Linked DNA regions of Sus scrofa: all the other regions are linked to region 3. The links are chromatin contacts, called in public HiChIP or PLAC-seq and promoter capture Hi-C maps. All regions are on one chromosome and are shown on one strand. Each heading gives the region's core, a stretch centred on a gene start, on an enhancer-like site or on the middle of the called end of the contact. The rest is flanking DNA. Distances are from core to core; before and after follow the strand shown.

Region 1 (4,652 bases), core at 1,711-4,210, 960 kb after region 3:
AAGAAATGTATAAAAATTAAAACACCTTTGCTATAATGATACTAAAACAATACTTTTATTTTTTTTAATTTTTATTTACTTATTTATTTTTTTACTTTTTAGGGCTGCACCTACAGCATATGGAGGTTCCCAGGCTAGGGGTCTAATCAGAGCTGTAGCCACTGGCCTACACCACAGCCACAGCAACACCAGATCCAAGCTGCGTCTGCAACCTACACCACAGCTTGCGGCAACACGAGATCCTTAACGCACTGAGCGAGGCCAGGGATCGAACCCACAACCTCATGGTTCCCAGTCAGATTCATTTCCATTGTGCCACAACGGGAACTCCTAAAACAATACTTTTAAAGATAAAAGTTTAAAGTTACTACAGAATATACACATTTTAATATAAGTATATATGAGACATATACATAAATAAAATACTTCATTGCTCTAAGTCAGTCTGGTTTTAGTTGCCTATTTATAGCAGCCTATGTTTAGATTAAAAAAAAAAAAAAAACCCCAGCATTTGGAAATGTGCTCAGAGTAACTGCAATGTTAAATATACTAAAGCAGTGATGATTAAACCTTAACGTACATAAAAATCACCACGGTAGGGGGTAGGGGTTCTTGTTAAAATGCAGCCTCTGATTCAACAGTCTAGGGTAGGACCTGAGCTGGTGATGCTGCTGGTCCCTAAACTACAGCTCTGAGTAGCACAGTACTAGACTGTGGCTGGACAGCTGCAAATAAGAACACAGGACCAGAGAATATAATTCCAAAACAGGTTCAAATGGTGCCCTTTATTTAGACTGCTAAGGTTACCTGAAAGAAATGGGTTTAAAATTAACTGTATTTTCTACAAGACACTGCAGATGCCAAGTTGTAGCATGTGTGCTATAATAAATATGCTTTCCACAGAACAGCTAATAAGAGTTTAATGACAAAAACAAGCACATAATGCTCGGTCAATAATGTCTCTTCCAAACACCAAAATATCTGGAAAACTACCTTAGTGAAATGCCAACTTAAAAAATTGAATCCCACACCTTTTAGTTCAAAAAAAAAAGAAAGGAGTATGTCACTTGTTTAAAGTCTTTGGGTAGACAAAGAAGATAATACAGGACAGTCTAACTGAAGATTTAAACATGGCGAGTGGATTCCAGCAAGTAAGAGCCTAGAAATCTGAAGGCATTATACAATGTCGTTCATTGACTTTTCTTACTGGGAAAAGGCTGCACGGTGTAAAAAATACCTACTTTATTCATTTATTTATTTATGTCTTTTTTTAGGGCTGCAGCTGTGGCATATGGAAGTTTCCAGGCTAGGGTTCCAATAGGAGCTGTAGCTGCCGGCCTACACCACAGCCACAGCAACAGCAGATCCAGGGCTGTGACCTACACTACAACTCATGGCAACGCTGGATCTTTGACCCACTCAGCGAGGCCAGGGATCAAATCCACGTCCTCATGCACCCGGTTGTTACCGCTGACCAGGACGGAAACTCCAAAATACCTACTTTAAACATCTCCCTTACCATATTTATTCAAAGCGAAACCGGTTTTGGAGAGCACCAGGTACTTAAGAAAGAGAAAATGCATTGCGTATTCAACGAAAAATTGAGCAAGTTCATTTACGACTCAAAACGTTTAAGGTTCTTCAAAAACATATAACCTTCTAAACAATATCCATATAAACTTCCTTTATCACCTAAGTAAACTAATACACCATCTCTGCGCACATAAAACCAAGCCTTCTAGTGATAATGGCACACAATACTCTTGATTGTGACAACAAATTTTCTACAAGTACTCTTTGAAGGCGACCTCCCATGTCCTGGATGAGGATGTCTGAAGTTCTGAAAATCTTAACCTCAGCAACGCAGGGGTGGGTACCGTGCTCTCCGCCCCGTCGGATCCCTCGGGGTCAGAGATCCGACTCCAGTGTTCGACCTTTCCGAGGGTGGGTGGAAGGACGACACACCCACCTGCAGGTGTGACGGAGCCTCTACAGCCACCAGCACAAGAGTCGGATCGAGGCTGCCACCTAACCCGCCTCTTCCCGAGGAATCCGATTACTGATACGGGTCCACCCACTCAGGAGACCCTGGGTCTCCCGAGGAACCTACCTCAGTGCCGCCCCCGAGGCTCGGAACCTCCACTTCCTGTTTACCACCCAGCCTCTTCCTCCGGTGCCCCTTCCGCCTTAACGTAGGAGTTGCGCAGGCGCACACCCTAGCGTGCCCTGCCTGAGCAGACATTTTTGTGGAAAGCCGATACTATCTACCCGAAAGAGGCAAGCAGAAGGCGATTAGGCAACCCCCCATTTAGCTTGTAAGATCCCCGTGTTAGTGGAAACGCGGACAACAGGATTCGGCAAACCTAGATGTTTATAGCATTGATTAGCGGGACCAGTACGGATTTTTTCTCATTTGTTTCAAGGATACTTTGGGGACCACAATCCGGGAGTCTGTAGAGATGGTGTAAAAGGAGGTGATCCTATAGGTTGGGACTCCGTGGAGACAACAGGGGTAGGGATAGCACTGGCAACATCCATCCTCATGACAAACTTACCGGATCTCTCGGAGTCTGCACAGTAGCCCTTCTGAGGGAAGAAAGGCAATATCCGAGTCCTAAAACGAAAAGGGGTGGGAGTCGGGACTACCGAACTAGAGCGACGGGAAACCAGGCCTGCGCGAGCTGGGTCACGTGGCACGACAGCCATGACAGCTACCGAGGCGGCAGTAGCACGGTGCTTAGGGGCGGGGACGGCCGCATTGGGGCAGCCCCCTTACGACACTCAGTTCCTCATCCATTTCTTAGATACTCCTCTAAGGGCGTTCCTCTTGAGCTCGGTCTCTCCTCCAGAGACGAAGAGCGGAGCTAGCAGAGCCTCCCGAGCGCAGCAAGAATGCCACGATAGCAATGGCTGCCGCTCGGGGGCGCGGGGCGGCCTCAACCTAACGCGGGGGCGGGGCCTCGGAGGCGGGGCCTCGGCGGGGCGGCCTCCTCAGAGCCGCAAAGTTTGGCTGTGGCGGCAAATGGGCTTGGGCGGCTCCTTGGCGGGTGGCGGCGGTGGCCGTAGCGGTTCCTCCCGGCCCTGTTAATGTCGGGGCCAGGCCCGGGGAGGATGGCGCCCTAGAGCCCGGCCTTGCTGGGGCAGGGGCGGGAGGGGACGGGGTGGGCACCGGCCATGTCGGAGGTGACCCGGAGCCTGCTGCAGCGCTGGGGCGCCAGCTTCAGGCGAGGCGCCGACTTCGACTCCTGGGGCCAGCTGGTGGAGGCGATAGACGAATATCAGATGTGAGTGCCCCGCGGCGGAGCGGCCCGGGCGGGCTCGGCGGCCGCCCCTTCCCCTGGCGGCGTCTCTCCGCACTTTCTGCAGCCTGGGCTTCGCAGGGCGGGGCCCCGCAGCCCTGGCCCCGGGGACGGCGGTCCGCCCTCCGCCTCCGCAGGGCCAGTTCCGTGCAACAGGTAGCCCTTCTTTGCCGGGCGCCGGCCCTGAGGGCCAGTCCTTAGTTCCTTCCACCGTCTCGCGGATCCCCGCTCTGCAGCCAGTTCCCTTTCCTGCTTTTTTCCGCTTCTCCGGGTGGCCGCCCCTCGGCTTCTCTGGGAGTCTCTGTGGAATACTCGTGTGAGGGGCCTTGCTCCGCGTACCGTGCCCGCCTCCTCGCGTGGGTGGGACAGACGGGCACTGCTGGCGGCGGACCGAGGGGGTGTCCCCAGGAAGCAGCGAGGCGGGAGGTGTCTCATCAGCTGGGAGGAAGGTCCCCTCTCGCGCCCCTTCTCCACCCCTCTTTCTGGTGAGCCGTGTTTTCCCAATTCACCTCGATTCTGTTTCGGTTTCTGGGACTGTTATTTGCTGGGCGGTGTCAGTCCCACCCGCCCCCTCGCTCGGTGGCTCTGGGTGGAGTCCGCGCAGGATGTGAACAGAAGAGAGCAAAATGTGAATTAATAGACTACGCGCAGGAGCCACCACTCCCTCTTTGGGTCCCTCCTCCTTTTCCTGTGTATGATGTGTAGCCGTAGGGTACACGCGAGCACCAGGTTCTTTGATCCACCGAAATCCAACTTCTTTCCCTTTCTGGTTGCCTCCCAAAACTTAAGGGATGTTTTTAAAATTAAAAGAGAAAGTTTGCGTATGCATAAAACGTTGCCCTTTTCTAGCACATTTCGCTGAAAATAAGAACTGCCTGCTAAATTGCTATTGTTTGCAAACTGTTGCCATCAATTACTTCTCAGTTTTAAAGAAAGTTATCGTTTAAAACCATGTAGTAAAATCTTCCCCCGCCCAGTGTTTTTTGGAAAGAATACAGGAGTAGTGCTTGGAAGATCTCAACCCTTTATTCTTTGCAGTAGTTGTCTACAGTAGTTAATCGGACCGCTAAAGATAATTTAAAATCAGTTCCACCTCATCTTACTGCCTTGGAATTGCCTGTAGGTTTAAAAAGCCCTGCAACCCATCGTACTCTGGGAACTTTTGCCTTGTGTAACAACTGCTGGCGTTTGTTTTACACTTCAGTTGATTTCACTTGCTCTTGCGAAGGCTCAGGGAGGATAATAATATTATTCCTATTTTGCAAATGAGGAAACTGAAAGCTCAGGCTAATAGGATTACCTAGGGTCACAGAACTATACCACTGAAGTCTGGGGTTTTTTTTTGTTGTTATT
Region 2 (4,620 bases), core at 1,832-4,331, 910 kb after region 3:
TATGCTATATAGTAATGAAACAGATACTCAGAGAGGACAAAACCAAAAAACCCAATACAGCAAGTTATTTCACATATTACAAACTAGTGATTTAGGAAAACAAAACAGGTTAACATGTGTATGTGAAGACAGTTTGTTTTAGCTATTGCTGTTTTGATAGTTCTTCCAATGCACAAATATATATTTCACTGTAGCAGAAATGAAGAGTAAATCTATAAGAATAACTAGTAATTTGCTGCACCCTGATAGAAAAAACGCTACTATTGGTTAAACTGTAAAATGCATCTAAATCCTACAGAATAATACATAGCATTTATCTAGAAAAAGCTAAGAAATTTACTCAACAATCAGAACAATGAACAAAAATCCAAAGATTATCCAGAACACAAAGCAATCAAATTTCAAACATACTACTCAGATACATAACAAGAAACTTGCCACAGAAGGCAGGGTTCCTGTGTTTCAACCACGAGCACCTAATGGCCTGCAGGCTTTCTCAACTAGTTTATCTCCTAAAATCATGGCAAAAGGGGAAAGAACGCATTTTTAAAGCAAGGTTTTATGGAAAAATCAGATCAAGCTATTATTAGAAAAATAATATCGACTAAAGAAATAAGACTGAATTAAGACATGTAGAAATCTACATAGCAGTTAATTCAAAAACTTTAAAGATTAGTGTCATCCTTTCACCTTCCAATGTGAAAAATTATTCAATCTGCTTATTTACATGTTCAAGCGTTTTTTATTTCGGCCATGCTCTCCTCTTGAATCAGCTGTGCCCCTAAGCATGAGGAAATTATATCTATCTTAGGTATAAATTTTCAAAGCCATCAGGGGTTTATAAGCTAGAGTTAATAATGCTGTGTTATACATTTGAAATTTAGTAAGAGTACGTCTTTAGTGTTCTCACACACACAAAAATAGAGAAATTAGCAATATGGGAAGTGATTTGTTAATTAGCTTTTTGACTTCAGTAATCACTTCACAATATATGTGTACATAAATCATCACGTTGTACACCTTAAATATAGGCCATTTTGATTTGTCAATTATGCCTCAATAAAGCCAGGGAGAAAAGTGTTTATAAGCTAACAAGACACCAGGCCATCAATAAACACAAAATGTTTTTGCTTACCTGAATTAGTGCAAGTCAAACCACCAAATTAGATCTAAATCTGATACCCATACCAACAGTTTTAAAAAGAAAAAATGTTAACACGTGAAATATAAAACACTTGAAACAGGAGTTCCCATTGTGGCTCAGGGTAACAAACCAAACTAGCATCCATGAGGACTTGGGTTCAGTCCCTGGCCTTGCTCAGTGAGTAAGGATCCTGAGTTGCTGTGGCTGTGGTATAGGCCAGCAGCTGCAGCTCCAATTCGACCCCCAGCCTGGGAACTTCCATATGCCGTGGGAGTGTCCCTAAAAAGACAAAACAAACAAACAAATAAACACTTGAAACAAGCAAATGATTCAATCATCAGACATCACCCCCACCAATAACAAGTTAGGGCTCTTCCTAGCTACCTTGACCAGTTGTGATAAAAATCCAAATTTGCCATCTACCTAAAGCTAAAGGAGTCTTTGCAATTTCACAGAAGTGAGACACTATATGATGTAGATTAGAAAGTACATATTAATTGCCATCAATTAAACATTAATAAAACGTAGCAAATAAAGTTACTAATTACCTTTGACAATGATAAAAGCAAGCCTACATACTACATGATGTCCAATAAGGAAAACAAAATGCGCTAATGTATATATAACAACAGATCGTGGATTATCAATACTTTTTAAAAAACTGTCAAGGGCAAATATATATGTCCTCCTTATAGCAGAAATAAAAAATAACAGTAAATCCAAAATTACTAGTAACTGGTTGCACCCTAATCTAAAATTGCCCTCAAATACTAAACACAATAGGGTAACTTTTGGTAAAAATGTATCAGAAAGTCAGGCAGAAAAACAACGATCTGCAACTGCAAACGTGACGTCACTGATTTGCCATGTAATTATCACTGTAATTCCAAACGCATTTAGAAGTTCATTCCATGACAAAGAAAATAAGACAACCTAAACTCTGCAGGGCAGAGAAGATTCCAAAAAGAAAACTTTGCATGGCTTACTTGTATGAAGACAACTTTAAAGCACGATCTTGTTGACAAAGAAATGTAGCCTAAGTTGGACCTGGGTGAGAAAGAGTTCAAGTTTTCCCTGGGCATGTAACATTTTTCCCCGAAATCCGCACGGGTAAAAAATGAATAAATAATTTGTAAAACGCTCCCTTAAAGAGCCAGCATCAATTGCAAATGAAGCAAGACGAGTTCAGCATCCAAGAGGTGACTAGTCGTCTTTCGGATGCGTTAGGTCAGGACGTCCTTCTCCTCTAGGACCCTCGGAGAAGGACCCTCCCCTCCAGCCTCCCCTAGAAGCCGGCCTCGCAGACAACCTGCCAAGTCCCGGACACTCCCCAAGCGGGACCGCCTTCCTTCGAGATGCATCCCGCCCGGTGTCACCCGCCGCCCCCTCCCCTCCGGGGCCTCTTCGGCCTCAGGGTCCCGGGTGCCTCCCACCCCAGCCCCCTGCGGCTGCCCTCTGGGCTCCCCGGCCCCCGATCCTGGTCCCCTGCCTCAAACCTTGGGGTCCCGAGTCTCCCTCTGCCCGCGCGGGGAGTCCCGACTCTCCCGTGCCTACCCGGTCTCCCCGTCCCGCGGCGCGGGGCTGCGGCGGCGCCGAAAAGCATCCACCGCGAAGACCAGTGCCTGAGACTCTCCGGCTCCGATCCGGACCGGGAGCCGGCTTCCGCCTCGCACCGGAAGGCATTGGCGAGGGACCGGAAGTCCCGCCCCTCCCGCCGCCGGCCGGTGGGGCGCTGGGCTGTCGGCGCTGGAGCGCAGGGAGGGTTGGGGCCAGGGGGCTCGCAGGCAACCGGGCGGGAGCAGAAGGACTTCGAAGGGGCGGGTTTCCAGGTGTCCTTCTGCTGCTTCCCTTTTCAGCGGATCAGCCAACCTACCTGCAGCCGCTTGACCAGGGGTTTGCTCTGCTCCCAAGCCCTAGAGGGTCAGGATGACTCAGACACTGACCCTTGCCCTCGCAATCTAGTTGAGAGTTGACATAAATATAAACAGAGGTTAATCACAGCACAAGGCGGTATTGCTTCATACCTTAATCCAAATTTTTATCACCTGCTGTATATCATTCAGGAAACAACTAGGCTGTAAAGAGAAGAACGCCCCTATCTTACGGAGCTAGGGAGGCAATGAATCAGGCAGAGAGTAAATCAAACAGCGACCTGTCCCTTGGAAAGCATAGGCTAAGGACAGATATAGGGGCAAACAAGTGCAATGAAATCATCCAGCATTACAGGAACTATGGCCCTGCTGAAGGCAGTGGTGGGGTGTAGGGAGCTGGGCTGAGAAGAGACTCCAGAGATAATGGCTCTTCAGCTGAGACTGAATAAATGATGAATAAGAATTAAAGGTCAGATAAGGTGGGGAAGTGCAGGCAGAGGAGAAGGATGCCAGACAGTGGGAGTTTGGCTTGATCAGAGAGGGGGAGGAGGGTACAGTTAATTTAGCAAGGTCTGAGATCGCAGAGACAAGAGGAAGCTAGGAGAGGAGGCAAAGCCGGATCAGGAAGACTGTTGTGCATTATGCTAAGGAATTTGAACTTTAGACTCCATGCAGCAGGGAATCAATGCCTATCTCTAGGGCAACTGATGAAACACTGAGTTACGAGGTTGAAAAGGATGACTGACCTATTCACCAAAGAAAAGTAAGAACTTGAAAGATCATGGCTAGAACATTTTACTTGTGAGGGTGCATTCTCAACTGCCATGCTGAGATGTTAAGACAGTGGTTAGCTGCAGCAGCTATATAAAGTCAGGACCACTAGGGCCTGGACCCTTCAGGTTGCCGGTTGGGCACATCACCCCAACCGAGTTGCAAGCTGAAGCCACAGGGAACCATGGAATGAATGAAGACTGCATTCCCACTAGACTAATGAGGCTGTTTGCTGCCTCTATTTCCTTGCTTGCTAATACTGCCTAATAAATATCCTCTTGCACACCCAGCCCCATTTTTCCATTTTAAAAAGAAATGATACAAAAATTGTTCCTTCATTTCTTTTGCTTTTGCCAACAACAAACTATGTTGCACTACATGGAGGGAGGATGACAGTAAAAGGAAAGGAAGAATGGACATCACGTAGAAAGTCTATACTTAGAGGGCACAATGTCACCTCTGGACATGGCTTTTGGCTTTCTCCCAATGGGAAGGTTAGAAGTCCATTTGTGGTGCTACATGAAATAACCCAATCATGTAGCAGGTGTGTCTTTGAAAGAATGAGAATGTATACGTGTGGTGTGAGGTATGTGGGGTTTGTGTGGGTGAGGATGTGTGTTTCTCCTCAATAAAAATTTGCCTCCCTGGTTTGGCAATTGAAATAGACACACAGTTCTACTCCTAACTTGAAAAATCACACCGGCAGGTAAAGCAATAGGCTGAATTTTCAGCTCTGAGTCTCCATGATATACATTTCTTTCCCAAGAAGAAATTAGCTACAGGCTGGGAGGATTGAGCCAAAACTTTCCCTGTGAAAACAATGGATATATGTCT
Region 3 (4,652 bases), core at 528-3,027:
AATCAATGACGGCACTAACAATACTATCTTCACATTAAACTTCAGTGTGTGGTCTTTTCGTCCAGTGCTGTCTGTCCTTTAATGGTGGAAAGCACAAACATAGGAGCTAGGCGGTTGTTTTCTACGACCATTTCATAGCTTTTGTTCTGAATTTCTTTTATTCGGACCGTCTATCTCCTAAATAAGCCTTGGCTTATTTGACAGAGGGAACAGGTACTGAGATATAAAGAGGTGGAGAGGGTGTTCTGGAATGTTCTGTGGGTAGTTCGACTATTAGGAACTCTCATGTAAATTTTCAAATGTTAAATATATATATGAATCAAACGCATAAGCCTCAAAATAGCATAAAGTATTACCAATAAATTTGACAGAGACTAACTCTGATAAGCTTGGCTTTGCGTTGTAGGTTCTGGACTTTTGACTTCCGACATCATCCAATGGTTCTCTTTCTTGATTAACTGTCGTCTGGTTTCAAGCTATTCAAAGAAAAGACAAGAAGATATAATACTGCAGATCTGATGCAATTTTACATCTGTTCCGCGAAAAGCAGAATATCACCATCTATTAAAACAATATGCCTTTAATTTCAAAATGTATGTTATCAACGCAGAAGACTTGGAGAACCTAAATGTAAATAATAAAAATTCTGCAATCATTTATAAGTAAGGACATCTACACATTTAAAAAACTGAGTTCTTAGAGTACTGACTGAGAAAGGAAACAGTACAGACATCAAAATCACAGGTTAAAGAGCTGGGTAATTATTATTGGCTTTTTATGGATACTTATGATTTCATTCTCTACACTTTGTTTTCCAAAATTTTTACACGGAAGATGAAAAAAGAGCCAATAGAAAGAACATGTAATGAGTGATTACATGGTAGATGAATAAATAAATTCGTCTCCCTAGGTTATGCCACTGTTAGAGCAGACAGATAGGCATAAACAGAGAAGGAGTACATGGGGCCAGAAACCACGCATCCTGCAAACAGCACGGTCCATGCACGGATAAAGAAAAGCCAGAACCTCCAGGCTGATAGGAAGCCACACCTTTTCAGGTGATAAGAGTGTGTGTGTGTGGGGGGGGGGGGGGACAAAGAAAGGTTGAAAAGAGCGCGAGAATCTCTAACGTTCGGATGGAACCTGTTGCTCATTGTGACCTCATTATAATAAAATTATAACTAAACTGCTATGCAGATAACAAGTACCCATCATACACCAACGCCGTGACACTGCAATAAAACTAAATCAGGGCAAAAATCCCTCCTCCCTTCCGGAAGGTGAAGCTGAGATGAAAAAGAAAAGAATACGACCCCCAAAATCCCACCTTCCCAGTGAATATCCCACTCGCCTCTCTGCCCGCCTCTCCTTAAGAGGTGTATTTCTCACTTAAGTAAATCCTCAACTTTCCTTCTCGATTTCCGTCTGATTTCTGAACTTTTTCTGCTGCGAGGAGGCAAGAACCTAACCTGCGCTCACACCGCTAACAAATACAGACCTTTAGCTAATACTCCGCCCTCTGTTAGCCTCCGGAACGCCGGGTTCAAGCGCAGCGCCAGCCGGGGTTCCCAGCATTCCTTTCCCACCAGTTTCCCAGGAGTCCTCAGGGCGCTAAGGTGGGGCAGTTAAGCCTGCCCCTCACGCTCCGCTGGCCATTGGCTCTATTGGCCCCGCCAATAGGTTGTTGATTGGATAGGAGCGAGGTCTGTGGGCGGGACGGGCTCTGACAGCCCTGAGGAGGCGCGGCCTAGCGACCGGAAGTTCTCCTCAGGCCGCCAGCACTATGGATCGAGCGCTCCGGCTCCTCGCGCGTTCTCGCTGCCTCTCGCGGGTTCCAGCCTCTGCTCCCGGCCCCGGCCCAGGCAGCAGCCCTAGCGGCGTGTCGCGCCTCCTGCTCCGGCCTCCGAACGCCGCTCGAATGGTGAGCTCCCCGACCCCCTGACCGCGCAGCGGTGACCTTCAGGCCTCCCGCCTGCCAGGCGGGTGTCCCGGTACTGGGCCGCGAGCCTGCACTGCGCGCAGCCGAGGCGCCTCCGCCGGCGGTGGGCCGCTGCTGTGGGGAGTCCCGCCGGGCCGCCCGCGCCGGTCTCTGGACCCCTCCCCGGGCGGGCGTGCCTTGCGCCCAGTCCCAGCCGAGCTCCTGCAGGTGGCGGTTGCTGCCGGGACACCGCAGGGATGGACACCGGGAGGAAGGGGCCGCACCAGGGTGGGCCCTGTCCGGAGGGCAGGGGTTTGCAAAACCCTGAATGTGAAACGTGGGCTGCGGGTCTCGAGGAACGTCGGAGGAAGCTGTAAGGGACCAGCTGTAGCTGAAGCAGCATTTTTTATTCAGAACGACCTCCAGGGAACTTAAAGGTCCAATGTCAGGTTCTGCCGTCCTGACTTACTTGAGCCCTTTTGCTCCTTGGAGTGTCGCCTCCCGTAATTCGGGCTCTAACAAGCTTTAAACACGTGTGCTCACATGTGTATTATGAGCAAAAGTTTGGGATGTAAATGCTAGTTTAGGAAGACTTAACTCTGCACTGTTCACTGTGCTGTATAACAGGAGCTTTCATTCAAAGAGATGTCAGCCTACCCTGCTACTCGGAATCGGGATTTGATGCAGGATATACTGGTGCTCAGTGTCCACGGGTATAAATGAAAATAATTACAGGCACTCAGGAAGATTGCCCCTGTGAAAGTACTCTTGAGTTTGGGATGCGGTGAGTGCGTATTCAATGAATACTTCCATCTAAGGTACTGCAAAGGCCCAAGACATTTTCTGGGCTATAAATTTTAAGATAATTTGATGACATCACTACAGCTGAAACTACAAATCAGAAAGATTTGTATTTCTGCAGCTCTCTGCCATAATAATTTTAGTGCATTTCAGAGCCTTTAAAATTTTTTATTTTTCGCTTATTTATTTTGTAAAAGGGAATAGGAGACTGGAGAACTGAATCTATCCCGCTGTAAATGCCAAAAAATAGCACTGTCTTGCTTTTAGTGTAGTAAAATCAGGTGGGGATAGATTTTTTTTTCCCAATAATTCTAAATACATCTTTTGCCTTCTAATCTCAGCTCCAAAATCTCTGAATTGACTATGTTTTTCTTGCTGCTGGTGTTAAGAAATTCACATAACCCTAAATGTCCTAAGTTACCTTTTATCGAAAAGAATACCTAAAAGTTCATCCAATAGGAGAGTAACATATATTGAATGCCTGCTGTGTATTGGGCCCTGCGGATAAATCAGTCACTGTAGGCAGAGTGTAGAGACCACTGGGGGATATCAAATAGGCAAAGCAGTTAAATCAGCAGGAGCCATGCTCAGTTAGCTACAGTGGTTATACTGAGGAGAAGTATGATGAGAGTGAGCACATTTAGTGGACACCAACTGTGATACTGCCTTGGTGGCATGGGGAGTAAGGAAGCCCCACATATTTAAAAGTTACTTTTGAGAATTTCTTTTTTTTTTTTTTAATTAAATTTTTTTTTTTTTTTTTTTTTGTCTTTTAGCCATTTCTTGGGCCACTCCCGCAGCATATGGAGTTTTCCAGGCTAGGGGTCTAATCTGAGCTGTAGCTGCCAGCCTATGCCAGAGTCACAGCGACGTGGGATCCGAGCCACATCTACAACCTACACCACAGCTCATGGCAACGCCGGATCGTTAACCCACTGAGCAAGGGCAGGGATTGAACCCGAAACCTCATGGTTCCTAGTCGGATTCATTAGCCACTGCACCATGACGGGAACTCCTTTTTTTTTTTTTTTTTTTAATTTTAATTTTTATTAAAAAAAATTTTTTTTTTTTGTCTTTTTGCCATTTCTTGGAGAATTTCTTTTAATGATCTTCAGGATGGCCATAAAACCTGAAAACATAGATAATATCTTGTTCTATAATGTAATACAATATTAATATATCATTTATTACATAGTTGTCAATTTTTCAAGACTTAGTGGTCACCCTATATTTTAAGACCAGAAAGACTTTTTGAGGAAGAAACTGAAAACCCAAATACAGTGAAGTCAGATTTTGGATTTTTATCTCTTGAAGTAGTCTTTTGGCCTGACATGATTTGGGTTTTCTTTAACACTGAAATATTCCTTTAAACTGCCTTAGACTGAGCATCTAAAAGGCGTTTCTCTTTTTCTATAGGAGAGAGCATGGTTTAGTTAATGGTTACGTTACATGTGTGTGGGATGTGTTGTGAGCCTGAGCTGTGTGTACTTTGGCTGGCGTTTCTGATTTAGACTGGCATACTTATCAATTCCTGAGGTTCCTGCAGCTCATGGATGGCAGTAGTACTTGGTATTTCTAGGACCAAATAGCAGTAATACTGCGGTGAACACTGGACACTATTCATTCATGCTTTTCCAGGAGGGGAAATGATCCTGAATGAAACTGCATCTCCATTGGAAAATTGCACTTTGTGCCTGCCTTATGCTTAGCTGATTAACCTCTAGTTTAACCTTTAAACTTCTCTCAGAAATTCTTCGCTGAATTATGGGATATAAAAACATGGTTTTCAAAAAGAAAACCTATTTTTTAAAATAAAAAACAGATTCCGTTATATAAATTAAAAACATTTAATAGATGCCATTATGACTGATAATTTTCTCATTAATTTAGATGAGCAGCTCTGGTCACTAAGAAGAGATAACATACATGATAA

The links. Promoter capture Hi-C pulls out the DNA fragments that hold promoters and counts their contacts. HiChIP or PLAC-seq counts read pairs in DNA pulled down with a chosen protein or histone mark.
Region 1: a contact with region 3 is called in an H3K27ac HiChIP or PLAC-seq map of alveolar macrophages. The contact joins the promoter of AIDA here to the promoter of FH in region 3. A contact is called at or near these places in 1 of 5 promoter capture datasets (liver) and 1 of 2 datasets of contacts at active chromatin or transcription factors (alveolar macrophages).
Region 2: a promoter capture Hi-C map of liver shows a contact between it and region 3, with 4 times the contacts expected there. The contact joins the promoter of DISP1 here to the promoter of FH in region 3. A contact is called at or near these places in 2 of 5 promoter capture datasets (fetal skeletal muscle and liver) and 1 of 47 Hi-C or Micro-C datasets (liver).

What each region holds. Positions count from the first base shown.
Region 1 is chr10:11,465,157-11,469,808 of Sscrofa11.1, reverse strand. AIDA (axin interactor, dorsalization-associated protein) reads left to right here and starts at 2,960. Exons shown (of 10, transcript XM_003130513.6): 1 at 2,960-3,284. The coding sequence starts at 3,175. It overlaps BROX (BRO1 domain-containing protein BROX), which reads right to left and starts at 3,636. Exons shown (of 13, transcript XM_013980031.2): 1 at 2,556-3,636.
Region 2 is chr10:11,524,814-11,529,433 of Sscrofa11.1, reverse strand. It overlaps DISP1 (protein dispatched homolog 1), which reads right to left and starts at 3,081. Exons shown (of 8, transcript XM_021064356.1): 1 at 3,018-3,081.
Region 3 is chr10:12,428,933-12,433,584 of Sscrofa11.1, reverse strand. It overlaps FH (fumarate hydratase), which reads left to right and starts at 1,777. Exons shown (of 10, transcript NM_001243588.1): 1 at 1,777-1,921. The coding sequence starts at 1,784. LOC110255637 (a long non-coding RNA gene) reads right to left here and starts at 1,635. Exons shown (of 5, transcript XR_002336209.1): 1 at 1,499-1,635; 2 at 357-476.